Linked DNA regions of Columba livia: region 2 is linked to region 1. A link is a contact called in public Hi-C data. All regions are on one chromosome and are shown on one strand. The core of a region is the stretch at or near the end of the contact, and the rest is flanking DNA. Distances in the headings are between cores, read along the strand shown. Region 1 holds the start of BCL2 (BCL2 apoptosis regulator). Region 2 overlaps BCL2 (BCL2 apoptosis regulator).

Region 1 (7,432 bases), core at 3,242-5,741:
AGTACCACAAAATTGCAGAGATGAGCTGGGTCTCCCCTTATTTCTTTTGTAATGCAATTAAGATGTTATCAGGGCAAAGTACAATATTGTGGTAACCTGGCCTGTGTGAAAATCTTTGAAAGCTGCATTTATTTGCCACCAGAACCACAAGCTAATAATACAGTCTCTGTGCAGGCAGGCCTCATCTGTTGCTTTTTCTGAGTTTCAGACAAACCCATGACACTGTGTATTGTAAGGGTATTAACAATCCCAGACACGATTAACAGCGATGTTCAGTGCCTAAAATTTATACTCCACCAGCTACATCCCCTTTGAATCTGCCTTCCTTCATTTTAGTTCCATTACAAAGAATTCATGTCCTGAAAATACATTATCAATTATAGAACTGATATAAACCAAAGAGATAAATAGGAAAAGACATGTCAACTCACTTCAGACCTGAGTGTAAGACCTAGGCCCATACAACAGACTCAAAGCGCCTGCTGTTCAACTTACTCGCTGTGTAACATACTCTTATGACTAAATCCAGTGCTCTCTTCTCTACTGCTACAAAGCCTCTAATAAACTTATCACTCCACAACATACCGTGGAGCTACAACACAGAGGAGGAGAAGGCTACAACAGCCAGCAATCCTGCTTGTTGCAGCAGCCTGCTTGATGAGGAGAACTTGCATGTAGTTGTGCTGAGGTCCTACAAAGTGTCAGGACCCATAAGGTGATCAGCTACTTTGGAAGAAACATTTATGATGCTTTACTAAGGTTCATACACTGAGTACGGTGCAACTGCCAAGTTGAAGTTCAAGCGCATATATTAAAGCATCGTCTTCCACTGATGGATCCTGAAAGCTAGAAAAAGAAAACAAGAAAAATCTACCACCCCATACCATCCTTGATTTCTCTGTCTTAAGAGAGGATCCAAAGAGCTGTGTTTGTAACTTCATGTTAGCCTTTTGCTCTTTGTAACCAGCCAGAAGGTTTTGCCTGTGTTTAATAATCCCACAGCTCAAAGGTACCAGCCATTTACCAGACAGACAGGCAAAAGGTACTTTTGAGTAGTATCTGGCACATCGTCTTCCATGTGTACATTACAAATAACACGCAGCAGTAAATGGCATCACATGCATCCAAACTCTGGAGCTTTTGTTTATAGCAAACCTCAATAAACAACTAAACAGCTATCGATAAGAAGCATCTTTTCCTTTTAAAGGCGGTCAATGTTTATAGTCCGAGTTTCTTGTATTTCTAACCACTGAGAAACAGCTCCAGCACTTGCCTCATCTGGCCAGTCACACCTGGTAACACCTGTCTTTTCACATTCTAGGTTTTATTCATTACTCACGTTTCTCTTTACACAATACACCCGCAGGACAATACATCTCCAGCACGCTTACGGATTTGATCCAAAGCTCACTGGAGTCAACAGAATGACTTCACTGGCTCTGGAGCGAACCGAGGGCCCCATCTCCACAAACGGGCTTCCAGCCTGAGAAGGGACTTACGCACAAGTTAGGCATCCCAGCCCAGAAGTGCAATCGCAAAATCCCTAACTAACCCTTTAGCTGCTTGTCTTCTAACCAGCCAAGGTCTCCAAAAGCCTCAAGTGTTTGCAGATGTTGTTTTGTTTTGTTTTTCCACAGTTATCTGTTTCATTAAAAGAAAAAAACAACACACCGATAAACCCTCTGTAGTGATCCATGAAACAGGGGATAGGTCTCCCTCTCCCAAGGGTGGTCCCAACCACTAAGCACTGGAGTCATTTTGTGTGTGTGTGTGTGTGTCTGTGTGTATACATGTGTGTCTGTATATGTATGGATATTTGTATATACATATGCATATACGTATATAAACACACAGACACATGCACACACACACATTTTTTGCTCCCCCTTCTGGCCCCACGAATCTTGATTTTTTTTTCTTCCTGAGGGAAACAGAGGAAAGCAGGAGAACGATCCTGTCTCCAACAAGACTTGTAGCCAGGGACCTGCAGCAATCCTCTAGGAGGTGAACAACGTGGATTACTGCTGAGAAACAGACCCCAAAGCCTTGCTCTCTCTTTTACAGCAGCACGTAGATGTCCTCTGGATCCCTGGACACGTATACCCTTTAGCCAGGTGGGTTCAGCAGCAGGAAGGCAACATCTTCACTTTTTAACAGAGATAGACAATGCGGGTGTTAGGCACATTACTGAGCCTAACACTGAGTTAGCAAGAGACCAAATGCTGAGAACTTAATGTGTTAATGCTTCACAAACATGTGGCTTGCAAAAGATGTTAACTGAGAAACATATATTGTACTTCACATTTGTTTACACACGCCTCTTAAAGGTGTGCTGTGTAACTGAGCCAGCTCTCTGAGTGCATTTCACAGGGGACTGGACCCAAAATAGCTGGTCTCCTACCTAGCAGACCTCCATTTCCAGGTGACTTAAGCCAGCTCTCAGCCCACATGTAAAGTTTCTTCTTCAGTGTAACTCTTGCTGTTTGTTCCTCCAATGCATTAACATCATAAGCTTTACACGTGCCACAGGTTTGGTTTGCGGGAAAGCAGCTGAGAACACATTTTGTTACAGTATATCAATTAATACAGGAAAAAGGGGAAAGAGGTTCCCTTTCAATTTAAATGCAGTTATTTATTTTTTGAAAGAGAGAGGGACAAAAAGTAAAAGGCTTTTTGACCAGTGTAAAAGCTGACCATTTTCCACAAGTGGAAATCTTCCCTGTCTGGATGACACTGAAACCAGCCCTGACCAGAGATGATCGCTACCCCAAAAACACCCACTGGATCACAACAAATACTCATTTTCCAGAACACTCCCACAGGCACAGCTCCTGGCACCTTTGTTTCATCTTGAGACAAAGACAGATTTTTCACACTAGACACATCCTATACTGTAAAACCCCGTTGCCAACGCAGCTGTAAACACTGGTACTGATGGACACCTGCCCGTCCGTAGCACTGGGATCCCGTGTTTGTCATGTGCTCGCCTGGTGCGTCACCTCTAAAGGGCAGGGATGCCTACACACACACACATGCGCACACACACACACACACACATGGTCCCTTCTGTGACCTGCCTACACGGGCGCCGCTGCTGCCCCTTTCCAACCCACTGCAGGACCTTGCCTTGGCCAGGGCTGGTGCTGCCAGCAGGCAAGGGTGGACCAGGGTAGGAGAGTAGAGACTGCTGCTAAAGAGGGTGCCGTGCTCATCCTTCTCACTCCTGAGCTGTACCTGCTCCCCCCATCCCAAACCACTCCACTGTAATCCCACAATGAGGTGAAACTCAAAGCTGATGAAAGGCCTATGAGCTTTGACACACACACCAGTGCAGAGGCCTCCCAGTCAGAACTTTTGCTCCCCAGAACGCGAGTGCAACCCCCTTGAGGAACTGCCGACCCCAGAGCCCCACCGGCCATGAGCCAGAGCCAGGAGAGGGAACGAGCAATCAGGGGACGTACCCAGCCTCCGTTGTCCTGGATCCAGTTGTGCAGGTGCCGGTTCAGGTACTCAGTCATCCAGGCAGCGATGCTGTCCACAAGGGGAGACATCTCCCGGTTGACGCTCTCCACGCACATCACACCACCAAACTCGAAGAAGGCCACGATTCTGCCCCAGTTAACCCCATCTCGGAAGAGCTCCTCCACCACCGCCACGAAGCGGCCCCTGGCCGTGAAGGGCGTCAGGTGCAGCTGGCCAGACATTTGGGCAAAGTCCCTCTGGTAGCGACGGGAGAACTCGTCCCCTGCCTGGCGCAGGGTGAGGTGGACGACCTGGGGCACGGGGTGCAGCCCCTCGGCCGGGGGCGCATGGCTAGCAGCAGCCGAGCCGGGGGGCTCGGGGTGCGGAGACACCAGCCCAGTGTGATCAGAGGAAGTCCCAGCAGCAGCAGCAGCAGCAGGAGAGAGACCTGGAGGCAGGGGAGCCCTGTCCTCACCGGCAGCCCAGTCGTATCCCCTCTGCGAGAGTTTATAGTGGATGTACTTCAGCACTATCTCCCGGTTATCGTAGCCTCTTCTCCCCGGGTGAGCCATTATTCCCAAGAGGAAGCAGCAACAGGGAGAGAGGAAGAAGAGGAGTAGGATGAACCCAAAAAAGTAAAGCAGCCAATAATAATAAAATTAATAACACGAAAAATTATAATCCAGTTACTGTATCGGGCACGGTTTCATTCATGGTGGTGTGGGGGAGTTCTCAGGGTCTCGGAGGTACTTTTGTCTTCTCAGTGTTTCCTCCTCAGTTTGAGATGCACGGTATAAATAGGGATTAAAATGCTGTAAATACTTTACTTCCAGGTGCACATTTATTACTTATTATAAATTTACTTTAGGACCATTTCCTCCTCGGTGTTGAAATATATCTTAGAAAACATTATACCGATTCAAAATCAGGTGCATTTTCCCTTAGGTGCTGAACTACCACAGACATGAAGGAGCGGACGAACGCACACTGTAAAAACTGCAATTCAACACGATTTGCTAAAAAGCCTTGGATGAACGTTAATCCAACGCACTTTAAACTAGAAACCTCAACACTGTTGGGTTTTTTTTGTTTTTTTTTGGTTAAGTTACACAAACTAAATTTCCTCTGTAAAGTACTTACTTGGACTATAAATATGTTCCTCTGTCAAGTTTCCTCTAAAAAAAAAATAGCAACAACAAAACCCAAACATCACAAGTCTTCAGAAACGTTAAGTTCTGGCTGCTTTGATGCTTCAAGTCACCAAGGGGATGGGAAAGGGACAAAAAAAAAATCTCTCTACGATTTCAAATGTTTTTTCCCAGACTCCTGTTTAACAGACATCTCCAAAGATGTGTCAAAGCTCACTCAGAAAATCCCGCCTCGCAGCCCGGTAAGGCGAACAACCCCAAAGAGACGGAAAATCCTGGAGACCAGATGAACCACATTTGAATCCAAGCTCTCGCAGAAGTGTTCCGTTTTGCCCTCCAGTGCAACGTACAGACATATGCATTTACGTAGTTTCATTCAGACACCGATCGCAGGAGCCCGGTGCTGCCACACACATGCACGCACACACCAAAAAAAAAAAAAATTCTAGGTATTTAAGAAATTAATTCTTTTTCACAAGAAAGAGCGTAAAAAAATAATAAAAAAATATAAAGAAGGAAAATTGCTTTTGACTGTGGCTCCGGGGAGAAATGCCATTTCCCGAGCAGCTTTGTATCAGAGGAGGAAGAGCCCCCGGCGCTGCCGAGCAGGGGCGCGGACGGGACGTGTGTGCGGTGTGACCGGTGCCGATGGGGACCGCGGCCGCGGCGCCGCTGCCCGCCCGCCCGCCCGCCCGCGCAGCCCCGCGCACCCCGCCGGCTCCGGGCGGCTCCTCCGGGCGCTCCGCGCTGCTGCTGCCGGCGGCGGCGGCTCCGGGCGGCGGCTCCGAGCGGCGGCGGCGGGCGCGGGCGGGGAGCTCTCCCGGCGGTGGCGGTGGCGGGGGGAGCGGAGCGGAGCGGAGCGACGGGGGCGGGGAGAGGCAGGGAGGAGCGGAGCCCGAGGGGGAGGCTCCAGCCTCGGCCCCGCGCGGCGCAGCCGGCCGCGGTGGTTTCCTAGAGCTCCGCCTCACGCTTCATTCAAGCAAAGGGGGAAATGGGGAGGGGGGTGCTAAAAAAAAAGGCGGCGGGGGGAGGCGAGCAGCCCCGCGCAGCCCGGGCCCGCCCTCCATCGCGGCGCGGGCCTGGGGCCGGCGGCGGGGCGGCGGCGGGGCGGAGCGGCGCGGAGCGGCGCGGAGGGGCGGCACTCGGGGCCGCGGGTGGTGCTGGCGGCCGCCCGCCCTCCGCCGCCTCCGCCCGCGCCGAGGAAGCGGGCGGCGGAGGCGGCGAGCAGGCAGGCGGGCATGGAGGCGGCGCGGCGGGTGGCTGCGGGCTGCCGGCCCTCCGCGGGGGAGCGCGCCCCGCTCCGCGCCTCGGCCGCCCCGCTGGGCCTGCAGCGCCCCGCGCGGGGGGGATGCGGTGGCCGTAGCTGCGGGTTTATTTAAAAAAAAAAAAAAAAGCAATTTTTTAAAATGGCCTTTTTATAAAGAAAAAATGTCCCGAGGTGGGCGTACAGAGCCTTCATGCGGGGTGGCCTCTGCGCGGCCGCGGAGCCCGTGCGGGACCGGAGGCCGGGCCCGCGGGCCGCCTCTGCGAGTCCCCCTGTGGTGTGGGGTCCCGCACATCTGTGCTACCCCGTGGGTTTTCAGGTGTGCCCGTGGGACAGGTGGGGAGTTGGATTTTAGGACTTTTTGCAGAAATTGGACTCAAATTTGCCCCTGCGCCGGCCTGGAGATTTTTTTTTTTTTTTTTGGAGATTAGATTAATCTGGAGCTTAGCCAGAGAAGCAGAGTTAACCTTCAAAGTAGTTTAAATCCACAGCGGTGGAAAATAGTGGTGGCTTAACGGCGCTGCTAACCCAACAGGTGACATCAGGGCAGGGCTGAATGATGCTCGGACAGCCTCAGCTGAAATGGGGAGCCAGCCCAGCCCAAGTGAAACGGCAGCAGGAGATATTCGACACCTTTCTCTGCTTCCTATGAGAGAGGAAAGAGACGTTTGATAAATTCTGCCAATTTGTGTCGATGTGAAGGTGACTGGGATGATAATCTCTTACATACACTACCCAGAACCTAAAAGGGATAATATGCATAAAACTGTGAAGCTGGTTTTTTTTTTTTGGCAGGGGACATAGGGAATGAATGTACGCTGCCCTCCAAGTCTCCATTTTCAGGGTCACTTTTCCTTGACATGTTGACCCATCACGCGTGGCTCACAGGCTGGCAGCTCCCCTGCTTGAGGGAAGCGCCCTGGTGTGGGGAGGGTGATCAGCTTTTGCTCCGTGCAGAAGAAGGCGAGGAAGGATCCCCCTTACGCCAACAGAGCTCGCTTGTGTCCTGGGTGATCCAGGGATTTGTTTGGAGGCCGCAGCAATGAATTCGTCTCTAGCGTGTGCAAAACAGCACTTTTCCAGGTACGTGAAGAGGCGTTCAGGGTGTTTAATCGTTCTGGCCTGTTATTTCAGGTGCGCACGGCAAGGCGCTCGGCACCATACCTAGTGCCAGCATTTTCCACCTCCCTGCCGGCTCCTCCTCTCCCCTCCCCGCCGGGAGCCGAGCACATGCATACCGGAAAGGAGCGATGCTCCCGCTGGCCGGGGCTCCGGTGGCGGCAGGCGGTGCGGAGCGGGGCCGCCAGCGCCGTTCTCCGCCGGCCGCGCCTCCCCGGCGGGCGGCTGTTGCCACCCAGCGGCCGCTGCTCGCCTATGGCTCGGCCGTGACAGCCGGGACCCCCCGACCCGTCCCTGCGGGCTGGAAGAAGACAAAGGGCTCACCCGCCTCATAATACGCCCGGGAAACTGGGAGAGTAAACGCCGTGCCCCCTCCGCTGCGTCGCGTCTTCGCTCTCGCCTACTGATGTTTGAGGGGCTGTTTGCGGTTCCAGGGACT
Region 2 (7,438 bases), core at 881-3,380, 89 kb before region 1:
CATACTGTTGCCATACAACTCCACGAAGGCATCCTAGAAAGGGAAATAATGGAATATCAGACTTGCAGTAACTGTTTCAGAGAGGGAGGGCAGCTTCTTCACACTCAATGGTCATCCAGCAATCATGCAGCACAAAAAGAAACTCCACACAAACCTATTAAAATAGTGATTTGGGAGATATGTTCTTGTGCAGTGCTTAGCACAAAGTTCTCCTGCTTACTTCTTTGCACATATTGCCGTAATTACTTACAGTCGTGACTTCTGCTTCAGGCATGCCCAGCCTAACAGAAAATATAGGAGCAGCATTTTTAAATATGAGCACCACCATTTTGCCTCCTGAATGCTATATATACAAGCATACATGAAAGAGGTAAATGTACCTTCATTCTCCAAACCTTTAATTTCCACTGTACATGGGGGAACTATATTGTTGGTTGGCTTCACTAAGACAGTATTTATTTGGTTCTCTTGGGATGGGTTTGGAAGACCACGTGTAGTAGCCACAGATGTTTCTTACATATGAACCAAAGCTGTTGGGGTTGTGTTACACCTTTGATGGTCTTTTGCAACTGTCGCTGAACGGGTGACACCGTGGTCCTTTGCTCCTGTAATCATGCCTTGGATGGGGCAGTGGTCTGGCTGTAGGGTCTGTCAGGCCAGCCAGTTGATCTGACAGAAGAGTCACCCAGCGCTGCCTAAAAAAGAGCTGGCTTTCCAGGGGATGGTCTTGTCAGTCTGACTTGCCCTCCAGCCTCCAGCCAAGACATTTGGCTCAAGGAAGAGAGGAGAAGCACAGAGTGATGCCACTACTCCTGGCCACCCACAAGCCACCAGGGTAAGTCCCCTCCCTCAGCCCAGCCCAGCCCAAACCACCCTGGCTTTCTCCTTCGAGCTGCATTCCTCCATGTACTGAGAGCTGTATTGTAGAGCTGCTCTGGAAAAGTCTGGAGGTGTGTGTAGGCACCAAATGGAAAGACTGTGTAAGTAGCAAAGTTTTTGTGACTAAAAATACGGTGGGATTTGACTGGACTAGTGATCAGGTTGGTGATACTCGGTGCATAATGCCTTTCTTTCAAGCTGCAGTTCCTAACAAACTTGAAGTTTCAGAGCATTCCTGAGAGATAAATCATACCCTATGGCATAAAGCAGTAAATAACAAAGCTGAATGCCTTTAAAAACATGACAAAAATGTGACAAAACATCATTTAGGACAACTCTTTTACTGTGCAGCCAATGGAGGCCTGCTCCAAAACTACTGAGATAAACCCATGAAATAGCTATCCAACCTGGGGGGTTCTATCTCTACCTCTCTTATTCTAGGCTTCTCTTTTTTTTGTATAAGTAAACATTCTCTATTTATGTTATAGTGTCTTTAGCTGTTTTGTAATGTTACTATGCTAGGAGGTAACCTGGCTTCTAAAAATGTATGTATGTCATGGATTACAGAAAGAATTAAGTAGAGAAAGGTCTCCTCTATTACATAAATCTTCCAGCCAAGCTAATTTTCCATAAATTATGTATTTAAATGAGCCACCATCATTAGTCATCTGTAGTTGTCAAAATAAGAGCGTTTGTGGTTTTACCACGAGAGGGCGTGTAAGGTTTTATAATATTTTGCCATTTTGACTCCTGTTCACTGGACACTGAGGGAGACTCAAATAAATAATAGATATTTACTTCCAAAATATGTCATTGCATTAAGTAATATTGTTGCATGTTGTAGGTAAGAGCAAATGTGTCAGTAACAGGATAGCTATGGGCTTGGGCCAACAGATTGACCTGAAAATACATCCTCCTCCTGCTGTTTCTCAATGCTTGTTCCTCCAGGCAATCGTTCTCAAACTTGTGTTTCCAAAGGTTTATTATTAAGTGAAAGCAGCTTAACCTTTTTGGGGAATGTCTTAATGCAAACTCTTCATTCCGGAGAAAATTTGGCAAGTTTTGCTTAGCTGCCTGGTTTCTGACATTTGCAAACTCTGACCTTAATATTCTCCTGTGCTGTTGCAGAGCTGAAAAAGCACACTCAGTTTGCTGTGCAGCAGTTTGGAAAGCTGCTTTTATTTCTCCTTAAGGCTATGAAGTAACACAATATCCTAAAATGTTACAGACTGGGCTAAATCCTGTTGTCGCCAGTGCAGGCTCGCTGACTTCCACGGGAGCTTTGTCTGTGTGGGGAGTTCAAGATCAGGCCTTATAAAAATACAACAAGGGTAAAGTTGTTATGGGTGGAAAAGAGAGGAAATGAAAAAAAACAAAAAAAACCAAACCAAAACACACATGGAAATGCAAGTCATGTGAAAACACTTTAGCATTAATATTTCCATCGTTTCGTTCTGCAGGGAAGGTCTCACTTCTGTATATTCATGACAGCCGATGCATACATGGTATCAATACAAAAATGGTCATATTTTGTGCCTTCCTTCTATCCCAGTTTAGGAACATTCCTCCCAGTTTGTCAGGGAGGCTGTTTCTAATGATTCAGTAGAGCTCCAGGTATTGGGTATGAAAATGGGTTACAGTAAAACTTGAAGACAAAGCAAAAATATGGCATAACCTATGGCTCAAAAGAGGAATGTTAACAAAAAATGTGCAGCATGCAGTACTTTTTTGTCTGAGATTATTACAACAATAACATGAACCCAACCTAATGGTGTCTGCACTATATATTACAAGTAGCTCTTTATGATCGTTCCCCCTCCCCTTCTCAAACATCCTGATTAGGCCTATTTCCGAAGCTTGTTTGAACAGCCTGTCACTATTTGTTTAAGTTTCAAACCTGTTTTAAATAAACACATGTCCATTTTATGTACTAAAACAAGGAGGGGGGGGAGGGAAGTATGACCCGTTGCTGAAAACTATTTTAGCACAAAGAGAACCCTAAACAGAATCTCAGTTGTTTCATAAGGTTTGTCTCCATCTGTAAACCCATGTATTCGTCACTGGATTTTTGTCACCTAAAGTGGTCTGTTTAAAATGAGAGAATCTCTGTTAAAACAAATAAAATGAGGGAAAATGGCTTGAAACACTTGATGTTCTCTGAAAAGCACTCTTTATAATAAAAGCAAGGGTCCTCTTGGCACATAGACTGAGGAAAATTCTGGCTTGGTCAACCTCTCTGGAAGTCTTACACAATTGGAAAGAAAATGGTTGCAGGTCTTGCTTTTAAGACGTACCTATTTAACATTTAATGGAAAGTTATATCCTGGATGTAAAATTATATCAGAGCAGTTCAAAATTATACGGAAAAGAACTCTTCATTCAGCTCTGTACCTTTCAAAAAAGTAATTCCTTAAGAAGCTTTTATTAAGTCAAATCGGTCCATTGCTGGTTTACTATGCATCTTTACGTTCCCTGTTTCTGTGAGGCACGAAAGGTGGCAGTGACGAAGGGAAAGATGCTCTGCCTAAGCTCCTTTTAGCACCAAAGCACCCGAGGTGCCTGCCTCACTGACCTGGGCTTGATTGGAAAGCCAGGAAAATTGCCCCAGGGGGACTCCTCGCTGCCCTCTTGCCTGTTGAACTCCACGCAGGGAAGACACACCATGTTCCTGGCCGCGGTTCATGGGATTTACAGGGAGCCCAGGGCAAAAGTGGAGCTTGTCACCCTCGGAGGATTAGGAGGGGTAACAGCACAGTGAGTCAGGGCAGTTTCAAAACAAAGCATCCAGATCACACTACCCCGGCTCTTCCGCTGGCCCAAATTCGGCAGCTCTGATCCAAGAAGCAAATGTCATCTTTAATTACACAGGCGTTCTTTGCTTGCGGATCGAGCCGCGTTTGTTCCGTCTCGGTCCTTTTGCAGCTCAGCCTTCGCCCCTGCTCGAGAGGCAAGGCGCAGCTTCTCGGCCGCAGAGAAGCACATACTTCCCATAGGCTGAGCCCAGCGAAGCGTTACGGATCTGATGGCTCCTAACTGAAAATACAGAGGGAAAAGGCAGTTTCAGCCTGGCATTTCTGACTGAGGGGCTGGTGGGGAGAGCAAACACGAGGAAGTAAAGACTTCCTTTTTCTACCTGAATCAAACAGCTGGTGAGGAAGTGACTTTATTTCCCTCGTTATCATTGGGTTGGCAGGATATCCTCTTGAGCCACACTGTATTGAATGAAGAGCTGGTGAGACTTCCATTTTACTGAGGGGGAATTGCCTTGCGGCTATTTTACGCTGCCCTCTCCGTGACTCCAAAACAAACAAACACACACCAGCTCTTGGCTTTTGAAGAAACTTCTACAGGTCTGGACAAGGCAGCTTTGCCACCCGGTGCAGGGCAGGAGGGGAATGGCATAAGCTCTGATTCCAAGGTTTAGCAGCTGAATGACTTTTCCCTCACCCCTGCCTCCATACAAATGACATAAATTCTCATAAAAGCTTTTGTTCCCGAATGGTAACTCATTTCGGAAAGAGTTTGGGGAAGGAGGGAGGAGAAAGAGCTGGTTAAATCATCCCATGTTTTCTATGCAGTGAAACCTCATTAAAATGTCATCTTGAAGCTAACGAGAAAAGTTCTTGGAACATAAAAAATAGGCAAATCTGTAGCTGTTCTTTTCCCAAAGAGTTTATGGGTCTTTTATGCAAGCCTAAAAGTCGTGAGTGCATGCAAATAAGGACAGCTCAGACCTTGACTGTGCTGTGCTGAGGTGTGGTGTTTCATGAGGTCGGTATCTTTAGAGAGGCCGCTATCTTTTTACTCCTGGGAGTGCCAACATGCTGGCAGTCCAGCCAGGTGCACGTTATCAAATTATACTGGAAAGGAAAAGAAGGTGTCACTACACAAGCCCTGCTGACTGTGGGCAGAGAACCTGCCTGGGAGCGGCTATGGCACGTGCACCCCTGACCAAATCCACAGCCAGCTTCTTCTTTTCCTCCCCTCACCTGTGCCTGTGATAGAAATGGGTCTGTTTTGAATTCCTTGTTTCCACGATGCTCAGCGTAGTGTTAGGTCTGCAGCTGACGTGGTAGTTGCTGGCTGTATACCCTTTTGTTTGTCCAGTGATATTCCAGGTTTCTGACTACGGACAAAACTGGTTGTCATCACAGTGGTCTTGACTAACTTCTTTGTTCCTTGTCCTTGCTATCTATCATCTGCATAGATTCTTACATCAGTGAGCCTGTGATCTTGGGGGCATATCTTGCAGGTCCTAGTCTGGCCAGGCTCTCACTGAAGTCTGTGTGAATTGAAATTAGTGGAAATATTATTTGCATAAGGCTGACTAAACATGGCACTCAGATGGAGACATCTAAGGAGCAAGGGCTAATTGTGGTTAGGTTTGTTCATCAAAACTGATGCATGTGCTTAGAAATACATAAACGTGCGTGGTTATAATATTGGGGATGACTGTTCCTCCTGTCCACGCTTCCCGCCAGTGACCCTGCTGGCATGCAGATTTCCTCCAGAGCCCTGCAAGATGAAGGACAAATCCAGGCTCTGGGGAACGGCGAAGCCATCTCTTTAAACACAGGATTTGTAACGCATTGATCATTCAGCTTGCATGGAAACCCATGCCATGTTCAGACTAGGCTGCATTCTTGTTAAACCAAGTCAGCATGAGAAATGTTTAAGTAATTTAGTCCTGGCGTCTCTACATAATTCAGTTAGACGTGGCTCTGCGATATGCAAAAGCCCAGACCTAGTGGAGGCTGCCTTGTTTTCTTATTCCTGGAAAGGCCCACACTAAAATGAGGTATTTCTGGCATCAGCGTAACAGCTGTAATGGCACTACAGCAGCTAACTAGTCGTATTTAATGGCTGCCACTTTTGAGGGAACAATATTAGCAGTAATGAGAGAAAGAAGGCAAGAAGGCCTTCTCAACAAAATCCTCCATGTTCAAACAACATAGTCAAAGCTTCTCTACTCAGTCCTTTGCAGTTTTCTTTTCAGATCTTTTGTGGGTTGATAATCCTATTCAACTAATTTGCTGTTTGTTTGCAGTCTTAGTTTTATTTTCTCAAGGTACCCTACTTGGGCAGAGTGCAAGAAGCTGTGTAACTCGTACCTAGAAAACAAATGTGTCCTTGCACATATTTTCATGAATCTCAATTGCACTGAGAACTGTTCAGTTTGAGGCCACCTTCTTCTCCATCTACTCAAATTTATCAAACCCATTCTAAAGAGTTTACATTCATATACAACAGTAAACTTATCAAACACCCATTTATGGATTTATGGATCACTTTGGAGGAGAGACTAAGTGTCATAGAGTTGTTAGGGGACTAATCCCAAAACATTGCTCTTAAACCTGCACCCTCTGAAAAGAAGCTAGATGCATTAGGACCCCATAAAATCTTCAGAATGACTTCAGAATGAGAATAATGACAAAACATGTCTGAATGACAATGCAGGCCTGTTTCTCTTAAAATCTTGTCTAGATTTTCCATCTTGCTTGTATCTTACTTTCAGTATGAGAGCCCTTACACTGGAAATAGCCTACCTAATTTAAAAGCCCCAGTTTGAAGACCTGGCTGCAGGGGGTATGTTGGTAGTAGAAGGAAATGTGAACACATCCCCCATCATGTTCCCTGCCTGCTCCAGCTGCCCATGCCGCTCTCGGGCCACCACAAAAGAGTTAAATCACGTAACCACCTGAGAAATGGGAACCGAAAGCAGCTGCTTGTAGAAACGCTCAAAGTGCTGTGGCACAACGTTTGTCATCAAGGCCACGGAGGGTTTAATTTAACAAACCCGTCCAGCTGTGCCAGGCTCGAGGCACAGGTATGAGCAGAGGTAGAGAGGGGAAAGCAAGAGAGTAAGGCTGTGAGCCTGGTGAGGAGGGCTTGTCTGGGGGCAGCCTCGGCCAGCAAAGGCAGAGCGTGCATGTGAATGCGAACGGGAGGGTGAGACTGGACCAGCCTGAGCAGGTTATCCCGTCAGCTGAACCACGAGGGACCAGTCATGCATTTTTCTGCTTCTTGTTTTAACATCCCTCAGGGAAACACTCCATCCTGTGTTTGTTGTCTCAACACCCAGTTTTGATCCAAGTCCCTCTGGCTTGACTGACTCGTGCTCGGCATTGAGCAAGAGTAACACTGAGCTGGAGCATTGGCCTTGGCTCTCCTTGGCAACAGGTCATGCAGAGCCATCGGCACCTTCTGCAAAAGTGCCACCAGCTCCTCACATGACTTGAAGCAGGCTCTCAGTTTTTTCAACTGATTTACAAGGCCAATGTGACAACACAACTAACATCATGATAAAGTAACCTCACGATAAATCTGCAATTTAAGGAGTAAGTGCAAAAAAAAAAGCTTATACTGTAGACTTCAATGGACAGCTACACTTCTACCAGCAGCCACCTGGAAAATATGAATTTGCGCATGAGTTTTCTTTGGCAGCCTGCACCTCGTTAGCAGCCCAAACCATCTCTGCTCACCTGTGAAAGCCTTATTTGAGGCAGAGAAGGGGCGGCATTTTTTGGTCATTACTTTCTCTTGCCCTTTCCTAAGTCAG

Evidence for each region. Hi-C and Micro-C count contacts between places; a contact is called where the count stands out from the background.
Region 2: a contact with region 1 is called in a Hi-C map of crop, with 5 times the contacts expected there. The contact joins the enhancer-like site here to the promoter of BCL2 in region 1. A contact is called at or near these places in 2 of 2 Hi-C or Micro-C datasets (crop and liver).

Annotation. Positions count from the first base shown.
Region 1 is chr2:75,311,407-75,318,838 of bColLiv1.pat.W.v2, reverse strand. BCL2 (BCL2 apoptosis regulator) reads right to left here and starts at 4,491. Exons shown (of 2, transcript XM_005509733.4): 1 at 3,462-4,491. The coding sequence starts at 4,034.
Region 2 is chr2:75,398,108-75,405,545 of bColLiv1.pat.W.v2, reverse strand. It overlaps BCL2 (BCL2 apoptosis regulator), which reads right to left. Exons shown (of 2, transcript XM_005509733.4): 2 at 1-33. Among named protein-coding and RNA genes, the nearest start is that of BCL2, 87 kb to the right of the region's middle. Within about 2 kb of position 2,130, at least 3 of the 3 cell types and tissues checked have an H3K27ac peak away from gene starts, as active enhancers do.